Linked DNA regions of Sus scrofa: regions 1 and 3 are each linked to region 2. The links are chromatin contacts, called in public Hi-C and HiChIP or PLAC-seq maps. All regions are on one chromosome and are shown on one strand. Each heading gives the region's core, a stretch centred on a gene start, on an enhancer-like site or on the middle of the called end of the contact. The rest is flanking DNA. Distances are from core to core; before and after follow the strand shown. Region 1 overlaps SEC24D (protein transport protein Sec24D). Region 2 overlaps SEC24D (protein transport protein Sec24D). Region 3 holds the start of SYNPO2 (synaptopodin-2).

Evidence for each region. Hi-C and Micro-C count contacts between places; a contact is called where the count stands out from the background. HiChIP or PLAC-seq counts read pairs in DNA pulled down with a chosen protein or histone mark.
Region 1: a contact with region 2 is called in an H3K27ac HiChIP or PLAC-seq map of skeletal muscle. The contact joins two enhancer-like sites. A contact is called at or near these places in 16 of 47 Hi-C or Micro-C datasets (adipocytes, alveolar macrophages, embryonic fibroblasts and 10 more) and 1 of 2 datasets of contacts at active chromatin or transcription factors (skeletal muscle).
Region 3: a contact with region 2 is called in a Hi-C map of skeletal muscle, with 5 times the contacts expected there. The contact joins the promoter of SYNPO2 here to the enhancer-like site in region 2. A contact is called at or near these places in 1 of 5 promoter capture datasets (liver), 12 of 47 Hi-C or Micro-C datasets (alveolar macrophages, embryonic fibroblasts, fetal heart ventricle and 7 more) and 1 of 2 datasets of contacts at active chromatin or transcription factors (skeletal muscle).

Annotation. Positions count from the first base shown.
Region 1 is chr8:104,758,298-104,761,988 of Sscrofa11.1, reverse strand. All of the region lies in intron 2 of SEC24D (protein transport protein Sec24D), which reads right to left. All of the region lies in intron 1 of SYNPO2 (synaptopodin-2), which reads left to right. Among named protein-coding and RNA genes, the nearest start is that of SYNPO2, 84 kb to the left of the region's middle. Within about 2 kb of position 1,283, at least 31 of the 83 cell types and tissues checked have an H3K27ac peak or open chromatin away from gene starts, as enhancers often do. A contact at or near this core is called in alveolar macrophages, omental adipose tissue, retroperitoneal adipose tissue and 2 more, where this site is marked.
Region 2 is chr8:104,983,032-104,986,636 of Sscrofa11.1, reverse strand. It overlaps SEC24D (protein transport protein Sec24D), which reads right to left. Exons shown (of 26, transcript XM_021100700.1): 17 at 3,058-3,174; 18 at 2,090-2,260; 19 at 1,260-1,356; 20 at 989-1,134. Among named protein-coding and RNA genes, the nearest start is that of METTL14, 69 kb to the left of the region's middle. Within about 2 kb of position 2,181, at least 24 of the 83 cell types and tissues checked have an H3K27ac peak or open chromatin away from gene starts, as enhancers often do. A contact at or near this core is called in alveolar macrophages, omental adipose tissue, retroperitoneal adipose tissue and 2 more, where this site is marked.
Region 3 is chr8:104,842,827-104,846,642 of Sscrofa11.1, reverse strand. It overlaps SYNPO2 (synaptopodin-2), which reads left to right and starts at 2,474. Exons shown (of 5, transcript XM_021100699.1): 1 at 2,474-2,766. The coding sequence starts at 2,662. All of the region lies in intron 3 of SEC24D (protein transport protein Sec24D), which reads right to left.

The sequences.
Region 1 (3,691 bases), core at 34-2,533, 220 kb after region 2:
TGGGTAGGACTCTAATCTTTTCCATTTTATCCAACTAAATGTTTTACTCTGTGCAGAGGCCTTGAATTCAATTCCAGTTTTCAGTTACATCCCCTGACACACACATTCACATAGCATTTCAGGTGCCATCACTCTGGCTCAAACCTTTATCATTTTACACCTGGACTAACCTGATAGTCTTCCAGAGGCAATTTTGGGTTAGTCGCTTTCCCTTCTAAATCATTTATACATTGCCTCCCTGCTCGCAGCCATACACCCCCTCTCTTCCCTGCAGCTCAAATAAAAATATATCCGAAGTGTAACTCCAACTTCCTGTCCAGACTTGCCTTCTACTCCTTCCCATACCTCCCTCTCCCATTGATCTAGTGGTTTTCAAATTTCAATTTATAAAACAGAGCAAAGTGGGCTTGCTTTGCTTACAGAGGGAGGGAAGAAAAGACTCTGTCCTGGTGGTAGCCGGTGAGGCACACCTCCACACATCAGTCTATCAACCACTAATCTGAGCCAAACGCCACAGTTTGCAGAAGAGGAAACTGAGCCCAGAAAGGTCAAGTGACTCTCTCATTGTCACATACCCAGTGTGTGGCAGAGCTGATTCTAGATCCCAGGTTACTAAGCACAGTGTTCTTTCCCAGGCTTTCCTATAGCACCAGATGCCTGCTAAACCACAGCTCATTTCTATTCATTGGACCCGCCCAATTCATCTCTGTGCCCAACCCAAGAGCAGTGTACGAGAACTAGGGTTTTCCTATCGCAAAATCTTTCATTATTGAAGGATTTCCACAATTACCCAAAATCACCCAAAATACCAGGAACAAGGTCATAAGCCACAAGGGGACAGCACCACATGCATTTTTAGCTGGTCCGCCTGTTCCAGGAAAAGCTATCTAGTTGAGTAATCAACAGCCCCATAACCGACCTGCTTCATAAGCCCAGCCCATCCTGAGTCTGCTCATCCCTTTGAGGGTGTTCTCCTCCTTTCTCCATCAGCAGTCTGGGAAACCTACCTTAGAGGGTCTTGATGGTGGCCAATTAGAGCAGAGTCCCCACAGAGCTGCCATTAGAGACCTCCACATCGGTTCCCTCCCCCACAAGCCCTCCCTGTGATTAGTGTAATCACCATAATTGCTGGCCTCCTTTTTTGAGAGTCTCGGCCACATGGGAAGAGTGGAATGTCTTCCCTGAACACATTCTTTCCAAACAACAGTGTGTCCTTAGTTGTGGAACATGATGTCATGGGTTCTGATGAGGGGGTTGCCCTAGAGAAGCTGATTGACCCCAAAGGCCTAAGGGAGTCAGTTCAACTCATATCCTACAGCTGTGTCCCTGTGACAACACGCACGCAGTTACTCTATAATTAACAAAAACAAGCTTGTGGCTGTTGCTATTGTATTTTTACTCTATACCTTTTGAGGGAATATTGAGAAATAAAATCTTCCTTTTCCCTCATGATTCTCACATTTGGCACATACTAATTTTTTTTTCCCAGTCAGGAATTAATGCTTGAGTCAGACAGGAGGACTGACTGGAAACCCAGTTTCCATCTCCCCAACTCCCCCAAAATAGTTGGTTATTCTCAAGCTAGACCACTTGAGGGCAGCAAAGCCTTAGGAATGTAGGTTTTGACTGCCTACCAGGCAGCCTAAGCAGGAAATGAGGCAGTGTGGGTTTCACTTACACACTATTGCTACTGGAATTCAGGAAATAAACCACGAACAATGAGAAAACATTCCCTGGCAGTTATCTCACATTTAAGAATGAAGGAGTAAATGTCTAATTTTAAAGGTACCAACATTGTTTTCTTATGTAACATAATTGCTTGGGGCAGGCACAATATGAGAAGATTTAAAACTGGAATGCTATCAAAAAAAGTGGGGTGTGGAACAGTATAAAAACAAAAAAAAAGCTAAACTAAATATATCTCACTATTAACCTGGGAACAAAATCAGAATATGTTTACAGGTGCTTATGCTCCTTTTGGGGGACACATAGTTCTTCACAACTAACAGGTCACTCTTATAACCACTTTTAACCTGAGCAAATGTGCTGCCTTTCTGCCTTTCTTCCGTGTTTTGGCAGTAAATCCAGGATTGGCAAGTGGAGATGAAAGGAGGACACGCAGGAGGAAAGGGAGGGGAAGGAGGAAAGCATTGCACTCTGTCCTTCAAGTACTGCTCTCTGGGGCGATGTCTACAGTGACCCAAATCACAGGGAGGTGCACTGCACTGACTCTTCTCATCTCCCACCCCTTCCCAAAAAGTCATTTGTACATACCTTTTGGTAGTTTTCACAGGATGCTAATAAGCAAATTGCAATTGATTAGCCTACTGTAGTAGCGATGTTTAAGTTCTCTTTCCAAACATCATTGCACAAGCTATCTAAATAACGCAGACCAATTGACTGTCTCCCAGAAACCTGTCTGGAAATTCTGTATTCTTTTTTTTTTTTTTTTTTTTTTTTTTTTAGGGCCACACCCACGGCATATGGAAGTTCCCAGGCTAGGGGGCTAATTGGAGCTGTAGCTGCTGGCCTACACCACAACCACAGCAATTCCAGATCTGAGCTGCATCTGTGGCCTACACCACAGTTCATGGCAACACTGGATTCTTAACCCACTGAGTGAGGCCAGGATCCCCATGGATACTAGTTGGATTCGTTTCTGTTGAGCCACGACGGGAACTCCCTATATTCTTTTCTTTGCCTTTCTTTACTGATTACAGAAAGAACATGACGGTTCTTAAATACCATAATAGATTATTCAAAGAGGCCAAACTCTACTTTCAGCACAATTCTTTTGAGATTGTGATGGTGGAGGAGCAAACCTCCAAAAAACAAATTCATTCTCCATCAAGCATGGAGGTAACTTCAGCTACTTTGCTGAAAGTGCAAAGGTGATTAGGCATGAATTCCTTGGTTTTACTCCCTTCATTTCAATTTTTCCCCTTCAATCTCTTCCAGCATCTTTTTCCATCAAATATCTTCCTAATGCCACCTTTTTTTTTTTTTTCTTTTTTGGCCGCACCCACAGAATGTGGAAGTTCCCCAACCATTGCCTGAACCTGCACCATTGCAGTGACCCAAGATGCTGCAGTGACAGGGATGGATCCTAAGTCACTGAGCCACAAGAGAACTTGTCCACCTTATTCTCTTCCAACTTTTCTCCTACACTTGCAAAAAAAAAAAAAAAAAAAAAAAAAAAAAAAAAAAATCCTTTCTCTGCCTTATTCCCCTTCCTTTCCTCTCCCTTAATTCAGAACAGCTTCCTTGAGCAGTCTCCACAGAGACTCCATCCATGTATTATTCTGCCCTCACCACCCCTCAGCAGTTACCCTTTAAAACTCATCAGTAATCTACTCATTACCAGGTGGTCCGTTGATTTCTTCTCAGCATTTCTCCTTATTGCATCACATCCCGATTACCATGGCAGTGCTATGGACCAGAAATCCTTCCACCCTTCTCCCTTTGAATTTCTTTCTTCCCCTGGATTCACTAATATGTGAGTAACATGTACTCACTCTCTGACTATTTCTCTTCAGTCTCTGTTGGCCCCACTTCTTCTACTGCCCCCTTAAACGTGGCAGGTTTTCAGTACTCAGCCCCTTCACCTTCCACTACCAAGCTCATCCAGTCCCACAGCTTTAACTATCACCTCTTTGCTCTTGACATCCCAGTATATGTTTCTCTTCCCACA
Region 2 (3,605 bases), core at 932-3,431:
CAACAACTAGCCTATATTTTCTCAGATTTTATTACCAGGGATTCAGATCCAGAAATAATACCTTCAGGTTCTCATAGTCCTGCTCAAGGCTCACTTTGCTTAAAAACAACTAGCTTTGCTAATGTACTTAAGTTTTATACTAATGATACATGCATACATTTTAAGAATGCAAACAAGTAACCATTCCCCCAAAGAGCTGTGATTTAAAAAAATAACCATTAGTTAAGAGTTCTTCCTCAACCTGAGGCTGAGCTTGCTCCCTGCCTGGAGAGTGATGCTCCTGTTTCAAGACCCTGACCATTAGACAGAATGGTCTCCTGTTTTAATCTGAAGTCTCCATGGCTTCTAGTTAATTTTATTTTACTACAAAGCCAAATCCTATGGACACCTGCTTCTAACATGACAACCTGTGCTCAGTATGGGGTGTGGCGCAGGGCAGGAGTGCAGCAAACCATTGTGTGAATGGGCACTGATGCCTTCCTGACCTTCTGGCCTCAAGCCTGCAGGGCTCTCAGGCAAAGACATATAATGGTTACTTCACATAAACAGCACATAGGAGTTGAGAATGGAGGATACACCACTGAGGGCTCTAATCTAGTGACTTCTGCCTTTGGAGAAATAGACTTGAATTTTTTTGTGTGCTTGTTTGTCTTTACTAGGGCCTCATCCATGGCATTTGGAAGTTCCCAGGCTAGGGGTCCTGTGGGAGCTGTAGCTGCTGGCGTAGAACACAGTCACGGCAATGCAGAATCCGAGCCAGGTCTGTGACCTACACCACAGGTCACGGCAATGCCAGATTCTTAACTCACTGAGCAAGGCCAGGGATCAAACCCGTGTCCTCATGGATACTAGTCAGGTTTGTTAACCACTGAGCCACGACGGGAACTCTCAGACTTGAATTTCTTTATTTAGACCAACCTGATTGAAGGTATCTGAGTCTACCCACGGATCACTACAAAGGCAAAGATGGGGCTAAATTTCAAATCACCTGGATTAAGGCTCCACTGTCTTCACTGAGTTTGTCATCATGCTTGAACTCTACAGTCACTGCCTTGTCACAATCAATAGCTGCCATCTCTACATCGGTGGTGTTGTTCATAAAAATGCCACCAAAGAAGTCAGTGGCTCTGAAACCTAAGGGTAAAGAAAAAGGGGAATTTTGCTACTCTTTATTTTACTGATATTTTCTTTTTGTTATTATTTTGAAGAGGAAACAATTTTACAACAGAGACCTGAAAAATAGTATAAATGAACAGTACCTGTGCTGGTACGAACCCTCATAATAGCATCAAATCCTATTTTCTTCTCAATGTCATTTCTGAGGTCGTTCAGAAATTGTTGGCTGTCCAAGTGCACCTAAAAAATAAAGTATGATCATACCCACTAGGTGGCAGTAAAACACTTACAATAACAATTCTTTTTTTTTTTAAATTGTGATTAAATCTTACTTTATCCAGAAATCTTAGAAAGGGTTCTTAAAGTCTTTTCAAGGTTATTTCATGTGTAGTCTTTGGTCTTATCAAACCCCTTAGCTAGTTTGCAATATAAATATATAGCTAAGTGATTAAAGATAATTGTTATTTATTAAAATAAAAACAGATGATGATAAACATTTGTCATTTATGTTGGGGGAACACTGGTTCCCACTCCATGTTCCCATGGGGAGATACAAAAATGAGAGGGAACTCCCCTTCCCGTTTCCTCAGGTGAGGGCAGATGATTTAATTGATCTTAAGTTTGGGAAAAGGAACTGAATGGGCATAGCTCAGTCTCTTCATAACAATTTATAAAACAAATACGGTCATTTTTTAAAAATCTCTAAAATATAGATAATATAAAATATAAAATTTTTATATAAAATATACTCCCTCCCCAACGTGGATGCTGACACTGATATTCAGCTCTGAGGCTGAACGAGCTCAATCCCTTGCCAACAGCAGGAAAGCAATTGCTTACCCTTTTCCATTGGCTCTAGAATGTACATTTGTCAGTCTCCCACAAGGGGGCGCAGCTTTCTCAACCAACGACCTAAACACCGCAAGGAATCTGGCCCTGGAAAACCCGAGGCGACCCAATTGCGGGCCTTTACCTGGAAATTGTTGTATTTGTAGAGGGTTCCTCCCGTGAGCTGCGGCACGAGACCCAAAGAGGCCACGTCCACGTACTGACTGGGGAAGAGGAAGAGTGTCACACAGCAGCCGTGAGCCACACAGTCCTTGGCCAGTGAGTCATAGACATTTGTCTGAGGCTGGAAAAGTATCTGAAGACAAAGAGGCACAAAGGGAATAAGAAAATCACATAATGTTTCTGGTTTCTGATTTTCATTTCTGTTGAATTCGTACTGAATTTTTAAAATGAGAACATTTTTTTTTTTTCCAGTTAAGTGCACTGGGTTGAAGAAGCAAACCATGGTAACCACCTTGCAGCAGCCACTGAGGAGCACCCGGTGGGCGCCAGGCAGGTGCCCAGTGAGGTACAGGCATGCACGCATTTTATTGGATCTTCTGACAACTGTATCTAATGAATCCAATGCTGCTCCCTTCACAGACCAAGATGCGGCCACTCGTCTGGTGTCATGGGGGCCGCGGCTGGATGCCCTCCTCAGGATCCATCCTTCCCCCTGACTTGTCCAGGTGGCTACACTGCCAGAGGTTTGAGCAAAGGGTATTTTGAGCCCCAAGCACCGCTACTTCATGGCTCAGGACTACTGTCCTACCACGCAGTCCACTCCTTTCTCTCTCTTGATCTTTCTTCTGCATTTCCCATTTCTTCCGTTTCTGTAGTAGTCTTATCACTCAATCTCTTACACAGATTATATAGGAAAAACGTCTGAGACCATATCTTGATATAGGTATTTTTCAGACATCAGTTTCTCTAGGAATATACAATTTCCTAAATTATTTGTAATTTAAAATCTCCCTACAAAACAGTGCTCTGAATTTATACATTACATGCAGCTTCCCCATTTTTCCTACCCAAAGCACACATTCCCTCTTTCTTTACTCCCTTTTAAGTACTGACACATGAACACTTCAAAGGGCAGCTGTTTACAAATACCTTCTCTTTGTCTGTATTAATCAATTTTTTGTCATCTCTGTTTTTGAGCTTCCCTGGTGCTTCCGCAGTTGGCAGGGAGGAATGGAAGATGAAGAGCTTCCCGGGACAGTCAGCCGCCTAAAAACAAAACAAAATAAAATAAAACTTGTAAATAAGTAAATAAATAAAAGTCTTGGATAGGAAAGCTTAATTTTTAAGGACTCAGAAAAATAAAAGTACTTTCGAGGAGCCAAGCACTGTATACATTTCATTTAATCCTTATAATAACCTTGTGCCTTATATAGATTAGGAAACTGAGGCTCAGAGAGGGTAACTGATTTGCCTAAAGTCACACAAGTTGTAAATACAAGAGCCAATATTTTGATGTAGTATGATGCTTTAAAACCTATTAGTATGATGTGTCAAAGGGAAAATACTTTCTCATTTATCCAATAGTAGTCTTTCAGGACCAGGTGAATCCCTTGATACAAAAGTAAACGATAGGACTCCAGGCTCATGATGCAGTAGAAGCTCTGCTCTGGAATCCTTAGTAAACACACATTGAACCT
Region 3 (3,816 bases), core at 1,225-3,724, 140 kb after region 2:
AATATGTCAGTTCCTGTTCCTATATCTGAAAGAACTGTTTGGATGGAGAAGCTGTTCCTTGAGTGCAGCAGTGAGGAGTGTGCTGGCTGCAAGTTAACAATAAACTGGATCTATAGCAGTTTTTAAAAGTATGAGTTATTGTTATTATTATTATCATTACACAATAAGAGGACTGGAAGTGGATAGCTGTTGGCATTAATTCAGTCAGAACTGGAGTATTTGCTTTTATCCTTGGCTTTACCTCATGGTCACAAGATGGCTGCCCCAGTTCCACCTTCCAGCATCATATTTACATTTAAGTCAGGGTCGAAGGGAACCATGTAGAAGAGAAAGGTAATGGCTTAGTCAATTATCCTGCGATGGGGAACCTAGAAGGAGAAGATAGGATTTGGGGGAGAAATAATGAACTTGATTTTGAATATACTGAGCTTTAGGTTTCTGTGAGCTAGTTGCATAGAAAGAAGTTTAATAAGCAGTTGGATATGCTGGCTTGGAGTTAAGGAAAGGGATCTGGAATTGAGGGGTGGAGGTTAAATTCCCTGGGGTAAATGACAGAACCCATAGAAAGGGAGTAAGGTGAGAAGAGGACCAGGACATAGCCCTGGCACAGAACACCAGCATTTAATGGATTAATTGAAGCCAAGAACTGTTTAAGGCAAGAGAGGAATGGTTAGTGAGGCAAGAGGAGAGCCAAGAGCATGTTGTATCCTGGATGCCTCAAGAGAAAACAGTTTAAGGAGAACGTGGTCAATAATATCAAAGGCTACACAAGAGAAAGACAGTAATAAGATACTGAGAACTTTTCCTTTTGTGGGGACAGAAGCTAAATTGGAGTGGGTGAAGACAAGAGACAGGAGAAAGTAGAAAGAATAAATGTAAAAAGTTCTCTTCTTTTGTTTTCAGAGTTTATATTTACGATGTCACTTGTAAAATTCTTTTTTTAAGGAAAGGTTTTTGGTAAAGTCAATTCACCTTTCTGAAGAGAATCAAATTCGGAGAGTCTGGTCCCCATGACCCTCAAAGGATCTCTTCTGGTGCTAACAGTCTCTGATTACGGATCTTTCTTACTCTAGTGATGAGACACAAATAAAATCCCATGACATGTTTGGGTTCTGGAAGCAGGACTGTGTAACTGATCATTGTCTAATGCTTCCCAGTACTAAAACAGGGAAAGTGTCTGTAAGTCACTGGTCTAGTGCCACAAACTAACTTTCCCAGGCTCTTCTTTATTTAGCTTGTTTTTATGTGGATGAATGTCATGGAAAATAAAAGTATTATGGGAAAATAAAAATGTTCCATTTGTACATTTAGTAGGATGTATTCAGATTTAAAACATTAAAATGTTTTGGACCACATATAAAATCAACTTTTATATTGGACCACCCCGACTCAGAACACATGACGGAAGAACTATAAAAGAAATTTGTCCATGACATAGCATGCAGTTGGCTGACCATGAAGATTTAAGAAGTTTTCTTCTTGTTAAGGAAGAAAGAAAATGAAACATTACTTTAATTTTTAATGAAAATTAAAAATATTCCAGGAGTTCCCGTCGTGGCGCAGTGGTTAACTAATCTGACTAGGAACCATGAGGTTGCGTGTTCGATCCCTGCCCTTGCTCAGTGGGTTAACCATCCGGCGTTGCCGTGAGCTGTGGTGTAGGTTGCAGACGCGGCTCGGATCCCGCGTTGCTGTGGCTCTGGCGTAGGCCGGTGGCTACAGCTCCGATTCGACCCCTAGCCTGGGAACCTCCGTATGCCGCGGGAGCGGCCCAAGAAATAGCAAAAAGACAAATAATAATAATAATAATAAATAAAAAATAAAACAAAATATTCCAAATCGTGCAATTAGATATAGTTATAAGAACGCAGTTTCCAGGAGTAAATCCTTCCTCCCTCTTTTTGTTTGTCTCTTCTTTCTTCTGAACTATAAACACACCAGTTCAGAAAAGTACATTTCAGAGTAAAAGGGTTTTTTTTTTCTTTTAAATAAATGTTTTGCTTTCTTTTATTTTCTCTTCTTATGGGATTAGTTCTGCAGGTTGCAAACAGTAAAAGCTAAGAAAATGAATAATTTAATCCATTTTAACTCCCCTTGTCTGTTTCAATCATCAGTGTGGTAATTCTCAAAACATTTATTTGAGAGAATCTAATCCTCTCGTAGTTGAGTTCTCAGAACTCATATTTTAGGATGTCACTCGTGGCCTGCAGCTTAAAACCTTCATGCGTCCTCTACTATTTATAGAAATATTAAATGGAAGTTTTCCCATTATTCTTTCTTTTAAGGGCTGGGATTTAATCAGGAAGAACTAGAGAACTTTTGGTTCCCCCACCCAGCCCCGCATCTTGCTCAAAATGGGGACCTTTTCTTACGTGTGAGGCTCTTTCGGTTCCCTGAAGGTGGGCTGAGCAAAGGAGCGTGACGCAAGAGTGGGTTGCGTCCTCAATGCCTCTAGCGCCTCCACCGCCTTGTCAGTGATCCCATTAGCGGCGCAAACTCGCAGCAGCTGCGACCCGGCCAGCGGCGGCGGCTGCAGCCCAGTCTCTGTGCGCCCCAGTACTGGTCCTGGGCGGGACCCCGGAGCTGAGTGCACAGCCTCAACCGCACGCAGACTTCGTCTGTCCTTTCAAGCTCTTCATGCTACCCAACTAAAAGAAGAAAATGGGCACGGGGGATTTTATCTGCATTTCCATGACCGGCGGGGCGCCCTGGGGGTTCAGATTGCAAGGTGGCAAAGAGCAGCAGCAGCCCTTACAAGTTGCTAAGGTAGGATCACCGGGCTGGGAAGGAAGGAATGAAAGCAACCTGTTGGGTTTTTCTGGCTCTGATTCAGCAGTCTATATTTAAGTTTGATTTTGATGCTGATTGAATTCTTCTAGGATGTGGGTTTGGTTTTTCTTTTCTTTTTTTTCCCAAACGAACAAAAGAAACAAACCAACCTTTGGAGAGTAACATAGGATGTATGTAATAAACCAGTCGTTAATAGGGGGTAAGAAGGGTGCTGTAATTGTCAGATGAAGAAAAGCCTAGTTAATCAGCTTCTATAGCAACCAGCAAGATACTTGGAAAAGTTTCTTCTAGGCAATATTAGAATATACAGTTGAGTTATTGTTTCATGTCACTTTACTTGGCCGGGCAGAGGAGAAATGCCCAGCTCAGCATAACCAATTAGCTTGGCTATTTGGGGACTCTTATAAAGTATTGGTAGTGACATTCATTATACAACATTCATGGGAAGGCTCATTTGGAGCAATAATTTAAAAAACATGATGGAGAGGTCATAAAATCTACTTGAAAGAATACTCTTTTAAGGATTTGGCTAGTAGATAGAAAAATTCAAGTACTTTCTTCCATCATGCGTATTCTTCTGGCTAATATGCTCAAAATAAAATTCAAAGGCACTGGGAATACACTGTAACTTAGAAGTAACCTTGAGATGCATCTAATAATGATTTTAACTATTTTAGATATTTTTACTTCCATTAGCTTGTGTGTTTCTTAGCTTAACATATTTACCAGTTTGCTTGTGGGGATCTGACATTGTCTAATTGTGATTCAGTTAAAACAAGTCTTAAAATGCATGAAAATAAGAAGGCTTTTACTTTCTTTTAATACTAAATTGAAGTACTATATGAAAGAACGTTTGATTAATTTCCTATTTTATACTTACCTTAAAAATGGATCTAGATCTTTATGAAATATATGGACTCCTAACCTTTGTAGTTATTCTTTTCTTTTGGCTTATTCCTTTTTTTTACTGTTCACTGTGAAGACAGGAGTTTCTTTGAAATTTTCTGCACCCAGAAAACCCTTTCA